2 separate regions of the Mus musculus genome follow, and region 2 is linked to region 1. A link is a contact called in public HiChIP or PLAC-seq data. All regions are on one chromosome and are shown on one strand. Each heading gives the region's core, a stretch centred on a gene start, on an enhancer-like site or on the middle of the called end of the contact. The rest is flanking DNA. Distances are from core to core; before and after follow the strand shown.

The links. HiChIP or PLAC-seq counts read pairs in DNA pulled down with a chosen protein or histone mark.
Region 2: an SMC1A HiChIP or PLAC-seq map of the NIH/3T3 cell line shows a contact between it and region 1, with 6 times the contacts expected there. The contact joins the enhancer-like site here to the promoter of C1qtnf2 in region 1. A contact is called at or near these places in 2 of 39 promoter capture datasets (embryonic stem cells and hippocampal neurons), 1 of 15 datasets of contacts at CTCF or cohesin (the NIH/3T3 cell line), 6 of 484 Hi-C or Micro-C datasets (cerebellar granule neurons, embryonic fibroblasts, embryonic stem cells and 3 more) and 1 of 9 other capture datasets (liver).

What each region holds. Positions count from the first base shown.
Region 1 is chr11:43,472,245-43,477,617 of GRCm38.p6, forward strand. It overlaps C1qtnf2 (C1q and tumor necrosis factor related protein 2), which reads left to right and starts at 2,062. Exons shown (of 4, transcript NM_026979.5): 1 at 2,062-2,143. It also overlaps the pseudogene Gm12151.
Region 2 is chr11:44,321,528-44,326,900 of GRCm38.p6, forward strand. No RefSeq gene overlaps it. Among named protein-coding and RNA genes, the nearest start is that of Il12b, 76 kb to the right of the region's middle. Within about 2 kb of position 2,029, at least 56 of the 459 cell types and tissues checked have an H3K27ac peak or open chromatin away from gene starts, as enhancers often do. A contact at or near this core is called in the NIH/3T3 cell line, embryonic fibroblasts and ventral hippocampal neurons, where this site is marked.

The sequences.
Region 1 (5,373 bases), core at 812-3,311:
ATGGGAGGCAGACACTGCAGTGAGTCTCCTTCTATAGTTACTGACAGGAACTCATTGAAGCTAGTTTAAAGAGAGGATAAGAGTAAGAGAATAGGACTTCTGTCACAACTATTACAAGTATCAGAACAAAGGCTTTAATAAAGTAGCCATGGCACTCTGTCCCCTCCAGTTCTTATGTGAGACTGTCACTGTCTCTTTTCATAAGCAGGTTCTTTCCAAGTGGCATGAAGCTATGGCTCAAGGACAATAGGACTATGTCTCTGAAGTTAATACTTCAGAAGAAAATCGGTACCTTTCTTTTCTTTTTTGTTTTTCTTTCTTTTTTCTTTTGTTTTTTTTTTTGTTTTTTTTTTTTTTTTTGTTATGTTTTGTTTTTTGAGACAGGGTTTCTCTGTGTAGCCCTGGCTGTCCTGGAACTCACTCTGTAGACTAAGCTGGCCTCGAACTCAGAAATCCGCCTACCTCTGCCTCCTGAGTGCTGGGATTAAAGGCATGGTACCTTTCATGAAGATCACATGGGAGGGTGAATTGGTTCACTTGGACTCATGTCTATCTTGTAGGCATGGCCAGTCTGAGACCCACTGACCTCCACACACATGCATATAAACATAAATAAATAAATAAATAAATAAATAAATAAATAAATGTAAGTTAATCTTTTAATTTGTTGAATAAACATTGAGCCCACTAGCATGTCTTTGTATCATTACTTATTTTGTATTATGCAATATAATGCTAATATATATGATGGTATTAATATAACATTTATGATCACTACAAATTATAAATTTATGTAATATCAATACTGATCTCTGCATAGCTTGATAACTTCCTAAGTGTCTTATGGGTGAGTGTCACAGCTAAGGGAAGGAAGGCAGGTGCAGGTGAGATCATTATTCTTCCTCTGACATCTCTGAAAGTGAAATACTGTCTATGCAGTCCACTGACGTGTCTAGGGGAATGCAATCAGCATTGGACTTTGGAGGCATTTCTGCATTAAAATTCTGACTGTAAAGTCTGCATCTTGTGACAGCTGTTAGCCAGATGCTCCTGCTGCTCAGTGGGGAATACTAGGAGCTAGAAGAAGGGAGCAGAGGAAGGAAGGGAGAGGTGCTAATAACAGGCCTTTGGTGTTTCTTCTTCTAGTGTCTGCTTGTTATCTAACTGAGATCTCTCTGATGTCTTGGATGCTGAGATCACCCAGGGTGTTCTCTCTCTCTCTCTCTCTCTCTCTCTCTCTCTCTCTCTCTCTCTCTCTCTCCCTCTCTCTCTCTCTCTCTCTCCATAACTTGAGGTAGACCTGAGAGTCAGAAGGATAAAGAAGAAACTCATCTGCAGAGGACAAAGAGAGAGAGAGAGAGAGATGAGGGCAGGGACATATATGTTCCCATCTGTGTGGACATTGACATCCAGAGAAAATCCTCACGTGTGTACGTGTGTACGTGTGTGTGTGTGTGTGTGTGTGTATACAGAAAAGAAGCCACTGAACACTCAATGTCACCTCACACAGATACTTAGCCACTATCAGACACACCCAGTATACTCCCAGTTACACACTCAGCTCAGTCTTCACCATGAATCTGCACATGCATACTGGGGTCTGACGTATATTTGAATGCATAACCTACACACACGCACACACTACTACTACTACTACTACTACTACTACTACTACTACTACTACTACTACTACTACTACTACAAAACATGTATGTATACCTTATAATCACTGTCCAGTGCACGAACATTCAGTGAACAAGGAAATGCTCTCTCCTGAGACAGCCTCGGATCCACCAAGAGATAAATGCCCACGTGTACACACAGATGGCTCTGCAGACACTGGCGAACACCGCAATAACAACGACTCGTGTACTAAACCTTCAAATGCTCTGACAGCTTCTACACACATAAATGCATCGACACACCCAAGTTGCCCCCATCGCTAAAAGTCTTTCTAAAATCCGAAGGGAAAAAGAAGGCCAGCTGCTAGCCAGCGCACGTGACCGGGAAGGAAGGCACTCCCGCCCATGACGGGATGGGAAAACTATGCCTGGGGCCGGCATCTCTGGCTGCTGCAGGCAGGACTGAACACCACCGGAGCAGCGACGTCGGATGGCCCTGGATGTGGCTCGGTGCACAGAAGGTGAGTGTAGTGCCCCTCAGGACAGAGAGTGGGGCGGACCTGGAAGAACCTTGGATGCTGCAGGCGCGAGATGAGGTAGCAGAGAGCTCGCCCCGGGATGGGGATAGACATCGGGATGGGCCCCTCTCCACCTCTGCCTCCCTCGGGCATTACAGCCCGGATTCAAACATTTCTAAGGAGCATGCCATGTGCCAGGTTCTGACTGCTGGCTCGCAGGTTAAGAAAGAAAAGAGCCCTGAGGTTTACTGAGAACCTATTTGGTACCACGCCCTCAGGCCCTGAACTTGTGTGCTTTCGTTTCCATGACAACGACTTATCTATCTTCAAAGGAGGAACTAACTTTAAGGACAGGCTCTGGGCTGCACCGGCAGCAAAGGTACTTAACTCTTTGTGTCCAAATTGGACGCTTGGGTTCACAGAGTTAACCTCAATAGGGCTCATTATCTCTTTATCTCTGGACATTTCTTTAAATACATTAAAATGGGGAGAAGGGTGGTGCAGATTGTGCTCAGAAAGCTATAGTAAATGACAGTCAGAAAATTACATCAAATTCTTCACAATTCTCTCCTCTCCCCCTGCTTCATCAAACTCCTCGTCTCTAAGCCTCGTCTTTATTTTCGTTAGAGCCAGGGTCTCCTATGGCCCATCCAACCTTGAGCTCACTATGTAGCTGAGGGATAACCTTTGACTCCTGCTCCTCCTGCCCCTGCCAATGGTGTGGTAGGATTCCCCGTGTGTCACCACGTCGGATTTATTCAGTTCCAGGGAGCAAACCCAGGTTTTTTTTGTCCATGCTGGCCAAGCTCTCTCCCTGCAGAGCCATACTCCAAATGCCCTTGCCTCATTTGTATCTCTATACAGTTCACATTTTCTACCACCACTGCCCTGGGATCCACTCCAGGAACCTCAACACCCAAACTATCACAGTGGCTGATGGTGGTCTCCCAGCCCATCCAGTTCCTTCTGTAACACACGAAGGCCTTCGTACATCTCAGTGTGGTGCTCCTCTGCCGTGACCATAAAACTGGTCTGCAACATTCCAGAGCTCCTTCCCGTAAATGACTGTCTGCCAGAAACTATACACAGCAGACCAGCAGCGTTAATAATGACAAAGGCATTTAGAATTATTAAAAATCTCTCTTCCCACTGTTTTACTTCGGCTCTCCCATCTACACAGGATTATTTGGTATCTGGTTGCTACAATCACTACTCCGCTCTCCACCACCAACTAACTCAACCCCTCTGCTTGCTCATCTCTCCAGACATCGCCTCTGCCCTTTTCTGATTTAACTAGCAAAGCACACTCGAACGTGCGACGGCTTCCCAGATCATGACATTTGTTCCAGTAGGGTGAATCAGAACTCTTTACACAAGTTCAAAGTCATCTTTGAAGCTACTTGACTCCATGAAGAAGTCAGCAAGATCCCCCAAGAAATTTCTGTGTGTGTGTATGTATGTGTGTGTGTGTCTGTCTGTCTGTCTGTATGTATGTGGATGTATCTGTGTCTGTGTATCTGTATGTCTCTGTGTATGGATATATCTGTATATGTATGTATCTCTTTGTGTCTGCATGTGTGTGTTTTCTGTGTGTGTGTGTGTGTGTTTATGCATGTGTCTGCACGTGTTTCCTGTGTGTGTGTGTGTATGTGTGTATCTGTGGTGTATCTGTGTGTGTTTTCTGTGTAAATACATGTGTGTATGTGTTTCTCTCTGTGTGGATGTATCTGTGTGTGGATACATATGTGTCTGTGTGCCTATATGTCTCTGTGTATGGATGTATCTGTGTATGTATGTTTCTCTGTGTGTGTCTGCATGTGTGTTTTCTCTGTGTGTGTGTGTATATGTATGTATCTGTGTCTGTGTGTACGTTTTCTGTGTGTGTTTGTGTGTGTGTGCTAAGGAGGACACATGTACTTAAGTGATGTAGAGGTAAGAGGACAATCTCAGAAGTCATTCCTTAGGAGCTGTCCAATGCCACCCATCTCCAGTCTGGCTCTCTCACAGGCGTGGAGCTCACCAAATACGCTAGGCTGGTTTTTCAGGGAGTCCCTGAGATTTGCCTGTCTCGGCTTTTCCAGGGATGAAATTACAAGCACGTGTTACCGGTTGACTTCCTTTTTTTTTTTTTTTTAAATGTAGATTTGGGGGATCAATTTCAGGTCCTTCCTTATATTTGCTAGTATTTGTTCTCCAGCCCAGGAAGTAACTTTTTTGTCACTGCATTCTTTCTAGTCCTGGCCCTGCTGACTGTGCACTCTTTCCCATCATCTCTCACTGATGCTCCCAGCTCCCCCATGCTCACTAGGAGGTAGCAGACGAATACTTGTACTTCTCCAACTTCTTCCTGCCAATCAGAGCCCTGCAAACTGCATCTACTTCCATGAGAGGAACTCTGTGCAAATGGACTTGCTCAGTTAATCCTCTTCTATTCTAGGTCCAGTGTTGGAAGCAATTCTCTGCTGAACCCTTTCTAAAGCCAATGATCCTCCCCTGGATTTGTCTCCTCTGGCTTCTTTCTCTGCACACGTGCCCGGTCATGCCGGCATCACTAACCTGTTAGAGACCTCCCTGCTAGCAGAGGGGCTAAGATGGAGGACCCCCGAGCTCTGGGCCTAGCATTGGCAGGCCTAGTTTCCCCAATATGCTTGGCACGGGAAAATTATTTTACATTTTTTTGGGCTCTGTTTTGTCTCCTGCAAAATGGGGACGCCGTTATCACTTGGACTGTGAAGAGCAATACAAGGCCCACAGGATGCCAGGTCTCCCAGAAAAGCTAAATACTTCCTTTCTCTCTCCCTTTCTCTCTGGTTAGGCATGTGCCTGAGTGTGAACACAACCATTCTGCAGTGTGCGTGCACAAAGCACAGAACAATTTTAGGTGCTGGGCCTTGCTTTCCACCTTGTTTGAGGCTCAGTCCCATGTTTGCTTCAGCTGTCTTGTGATTTTCCAAGGAGTCCTGTGTCTCCGGTTCCCACCTTATCCTAGGAGCCCTGGAATTACATATAGACTCACACTCCAGTTTCCAGCTTTACGTGGTGTCTGGGGATTTGAACTGAGGCCTTCACACCTGCACAGGAAGTGCTTCACTCACTGGGTCATCTTTCCAGCCCTAGACATTTTGAATACAAAAAATTACCTTAAAATTAGAGGGGAAAAAAACCCAGAAATTAAAAGTACAGTGTAAAGCCGATTCTGGTGGCATATACCTGTAATCTCTGCACCTGGGAGA
Region 2 (5,373 bases), core at 779-3,278, 850 kb after region 1:
TTTATTCCTCCTGTGGGCCACTCCCCATTTTGGTTCAACCTGGCCGTTTATAGGCCTTCTCTGAAGGAAGACATAAGAAGAAAGAAGAAGGAAGGAAAGGAAGTTGCTGATTCACTTTGAGCTTTGAATATTTAGGCATCGATAAATAAGGATCTTTAAGGGTACAGCTTCCCGTTCTCAGAATAGAAAAGGAGCCTCAGGCTGGGGAGTAATAGGAGAAAGATGCAGATCAATAAGACATAATTGGAGGACTCAAGGACAAGGTAGCAGGACGTGCAGAGGCGGCTCAGCCTTTGACGGCATCATCATCACAGTCCTTTGATACTGTTCTACAGAGAACTGTGGATATACCAGTGTTTATTTGACTGTGCATCTCACAGTGCCTAAGCAGAGCCCCTGGTGATCTCCTCTCCACAAGAGTCAGGATCTCACCAGTGACTGCCGAAGAGATGTTGTTAAGCCCCAGTACTGTACTAGTCACCCAGAGGTCCATAACCACACTGACTACCCAGTGACTACCTGAGCAAGCACAGTATGTAGTATTGGCACACAAGTATGACCAAGTAAGGCCATCACTTAGAGAAGTTGTAGCTCAGCAAGAAAGTAGGCAAAGAAAAAAAAAATACTTGATCCCTGTGGGCAAATTGAAAATAAAAATGTGAGTTGGGTGATAGTCAACCTGGGGAGACTGGAAGCTACCTGAACCACCTCTTCAGGAAGCACAAGTCTTCTAAGAACATGGGCCCTGTCTGAAGCTCTGTCCTCTATCCTAGTCAGATGACTACCAATCGAGTCCAAGCATATTCTAGTTTAATTTCTGTGGCTGTGATTAAAGTATCCTGACCACAAGCAACTTGTGGGAGGCAGGGTTTCTTTCACTCATAATTCCAGGTTCTAGTTCATTGTTGCAAGAAAGTTAAAGTAAGGACCTGAAGCACCCTGGAGTAAAGAGATAGAAATGCCTGTGATGTAATGCACTTCCTCTACTCCTATGTAGTCAGGGCCAAAAACTAAGGAAAAAAAGTGGTACCACCCACTTTTCGCCTGGATCTTCCCACATTGATTAAAGCATCAACACACACACACAGACACACACACACACACAGACACACACACACACACACACACACACAGACACTGCCACAGGTCAATCTGATCTAGACAATGCCTCATTGAGACTCTCTTCCCAGATGATTCTAAGTTGCATCAGGTTGGCAATCAAAACTGATCATCACAAGGCCATATACAAACTCAGCAGAAAGTTCATGACCAATGACGACACTGCCACAAGCTAAGAAAGTGTGGACACATGGCATAAGTCCCCCATGATGGTTGTCTTAGGGTTTTACTGCTGTGAACAAACACCATGACCAAAGCAAGACATATAAATGACAACATTTCATTGGGGCTGGCTTACAGGTTCAGAGGTTTAGTCCATTACCACTAAGGTGGGAACATGGCAGCACCCAGGCAGGCATGGTACAGGAAGAACTGAGATTTCTACATCTTCATCTGAAGGCTGCTAGCAGAAGACAAGCTTCCAGGCAGCAAGGACAAGGGTATTAAAGCCCACACCCAGAATGACACACCTACTCCAATAAGGCCACGCCTCCAAATAGTGCCACTCCCTGGACCAAGCATATAAAAACTATCACAATGGCTTTCTCAGTCTTGTCCCCTGACATCCTTACCCCATCTTTCCTCCTGGACAAGCAGACCAGAGGTTAGTCTTTCTGTACTCTTTTATTGCGATCAATACCAGTCAGGCTGACCTAAGGGGGGTGGGGGGAAGACTTATTACAAGGATCCAGGATGTCTCTGAGGACCCAGCTGATCAGCTTGACTCTTTACCAGGCAGGTATAACAGTGATCCAAAGGGAACAAGACAGGCAGCTTTGCAGACTGGCTTCCAAAGTCTCCCCCTGTGCCAATCCTAGCTGAGAAGGAATGCAGCTGGATGCTAGCACATGTGGTAAAGAACACTCCAGGGTTTTCACTGCCAACTCAGGATGAGTCAACACCATGAGGTGACTGCCAGAAAAGCCAACGTAATCTTGTGCTCATAAAAGAGAAGTGAGGATACAGCCTGCAGCACTGAGCAACACCCACCAAGGACCACAGAATAGACAGGGACCAGGGAGGACCAGAAATCATGTCCTACCATGAGCACTGGGGTATACTCGGGTGTTCCTGTCTGGTATAGGTTTCAGAAATTGGAGAGAATATCATGGGCTATGGTTTAATGGATTGTAGTCTGGGGTCAGACTGTTTGTTTGAATTGAAACCCCAACATAGGCAGACATTAGGTCCTTGCCACGCATTAGTAATGGACTTCTATTTTACTGTCGCCATAACCTTCTGAAGCTATAACCACAGTCAGTCCATATCATACAGATGAGACAACTGAGGGATTGAGATCCTTGCCAAGGACTACACTGCCAACAGGTTGAAGAAAAGGCTTTGAATATAAGGAGAGTATACTTTTGTTTATTCCCCTACATAGTACCATGTAAACCTGAATCCTTTTTTTTTAGTGTGTCCCAATGCTGCATTAAAAATCACTCAACACAATAGGGTGGTCGCACATATGCACAACACAGCTGTTGTGACAGTATGCACAAAACCTATGCTAGCTCAAGCCAGATAAAATTCCAGCATGAAGATAGGAAATGGGAATGAAACTCAACCCCTAGCTGAGAGACTCTGGGTAATCAATACCTGCTAGGAGGCGGAGCATCAGTTTTCTTTAAGGTTATAGCCTTATAGGTCAGTCAACCCCAGTAGCCACACATCCAAGAGCATAAGAGTGATGCCATTTGGATTTGATATGTTAAAAATAAAATAAAATAAAATAAAATAAAATAAAAGACAAAGGTGGGCAAGTGGGGAAGGGGAGTGTAGATCTGGAAGGAGTAGCAGAGGGTAAATGTGATCAAAACATATTATACAAAATTCTCAAGGAAAAATCACCTGAAGATGTAAAGGCTTAACCCAGATTAAAGGTCTATGTGTTCGCAGACCTGAAATCTTGATAGGACATGCTTATCTTTGCTCTGTTCAAAATCATATGGGATGGTTTGAAGCTGAGGCTAGGGCTAGGTCTGAGGCTGGCAGACAAGATGGGAAGGAAGCTGTACTCTCCAGTTGCTGCCTAGGAAGGGAAGATGGGAAGGCCTAGCACAAGAAGAGCTGGCTCTCGTTGGATGTCACCCTTTGTGGGATCTCCTCATGAGCATGAGGGTTATGAAGCAAACAGACATCTCATATCCTATATCTTGGCTCCCTGAGGACATGTCCCCAGATTCTCAATCACTTGTGCTCAGAGGTCATGCCATGTCCCCTTTGTCACATTCTGTTGGCTGAGGCAGTTGCAAAGATGCTCTTAGGTTCACGAGTTGGGACTCTAAATCAAGTACTTACTGAAGGAGTGTCACCACCACAAAGGGGACCATGTGGGGTGGGACAAACACCAATACACTCATTTTGGGAGAGACTGTCTACAGCAAGCATTCTCAGAATTCCAAGGATGGTCTGAGTGACTTACAATATGCCTCATCCTCACCAAACTCACCCCAGAATTCTGTTCTAGAAGGCATCTCAACCCCATCCTACAGAACAGAGAAAAGAGATGAACATTCAGGCCCTTTCATCTTGTCACCTGTGACTGGAGGATCTAGGAGCCCCAGGAGTGTTTGACCATGAAGCCACCTCCATGCACCCACATACTAGATGGTGACCACAGAGGCAGCTGCATGCATGGTGATGGACTGTGGGAGTCCTGACATCTGCCCGTCAGGCTTCGCCTCAGCCTTGCAGCTCAGAAACCATCCAGCCTTGGGCAAAGCTTTATTTCTCTGTGCTTTGATATTTCTGGAGAAACCCAGGTGCTTGCCTGAAGAGATGAATCAAGACAACGCACGTAAGGTGCTTTGTGCATTGTCTGGGAGCCAGTGAGGATTCTATAAATGTCAGCTTGCTGTCTTTACGGAAGCAACACAACAAAGACGTTTTCAAAGACAAATCTGTAACCACAACCAACAGTACAAATCATACACTCTCAAGCCCAGTTACTGCTCTCTGTCCATTGATGTCGCGATACACGCCTGTGTCAGGACACGGCGACAGAACACTGCGGGGCTCTCGCTGGCTGGGACAATCACACCCCTCTTCTCTCCTCCTCAGATAAACAAGCATGTGGTGGTTCTGCCTCCAAGAGCTCTGCTGTCCTTCCCTGAAGGGGGCCTCAGGTGACTCAGCTAGAAGGACATTCAGTGACTCATCAGGCACCAAGGACTGATTAAACGCCCTCAGATCTTGGGAAGGGAATAAACACCCAAGATACCCAAAGTTCGTTACCATTTCCAGACCCCAGAGGCTCCTCAGACAGGAGACCATCGACTAAATAATCAACTGAGCTTCCTTCCATGAGAGCGGAGGTGTTAGTCATTTGGTACACACACATCCCAGTGTGTGTCAGTATGAAGCACTGTAAGTTCCCTAGCAAAGATGCAGCCTCGTGGCTAGTCTCCTTTCTCACTCAACCCAAGGCTCCCCAGATCGTCCAGAACAGGTAAGTTCCCATTCGTGTCCCTAACTCAGATTGCTTCCAACAGGGATGACCTGGCTATATTGTCCCACAGACCCATCAAACCATTATAGAGGCCCACCATGGACTTACCTTCGTACATCAGATCAGGAACTTTTTCCATGGAGCACCCACAGTCTCACGTGGGTCCTCTTCTGCCCTGCCCCAGCAGGTGATCATCAGAACACCTTGTGCTTTAACCTTCTGATATCTGCCTCAACCCAACAACCTCTAAATCCATCTCTCGGGCCACCCCTAGCTTTTACTTCCTGTCCTAGGAGCTCTGTGGAAGGGACCAGGAACCCTGCTGTTCTCCTGGGACTCTTTAGTGACTCAATGAGGGCTACCCTTACCACTGACTTAGCCACTACAGGCTGAGTTGCATCTCTCCAACTCTCACATGCCCCAACTTCGGCACCTCAGAACATAGCTGTATTTAGAAACAGACAATTTAAAGAGACAACTAGGTCAAAGCCAGGCCATTTAGATGAGTTATCATCCAAGAAAACTGGTACTCGTGAGAGAGAGAGAGAGAGAGAGAGAGAGAGAGAGAGAGAGAGAGAGAGAGAGAGAGAGAGAGAGAGAGATTTGGGCATAATTGCATGCAGAAGAGAAGACAGACACCTATAAGCAAAAAGAAAGATCTCAAAAGAAACTACCTGAATCATTATCTTGAACTTCTAGCTTTCAGAGTCATGAGTAAACACGTAGGTTCTTGTGACAGATTGAGCACACTAATAACGCACACCTCAGCTCCATCCCATGGATGTGAGCTCTAGTATACAAAC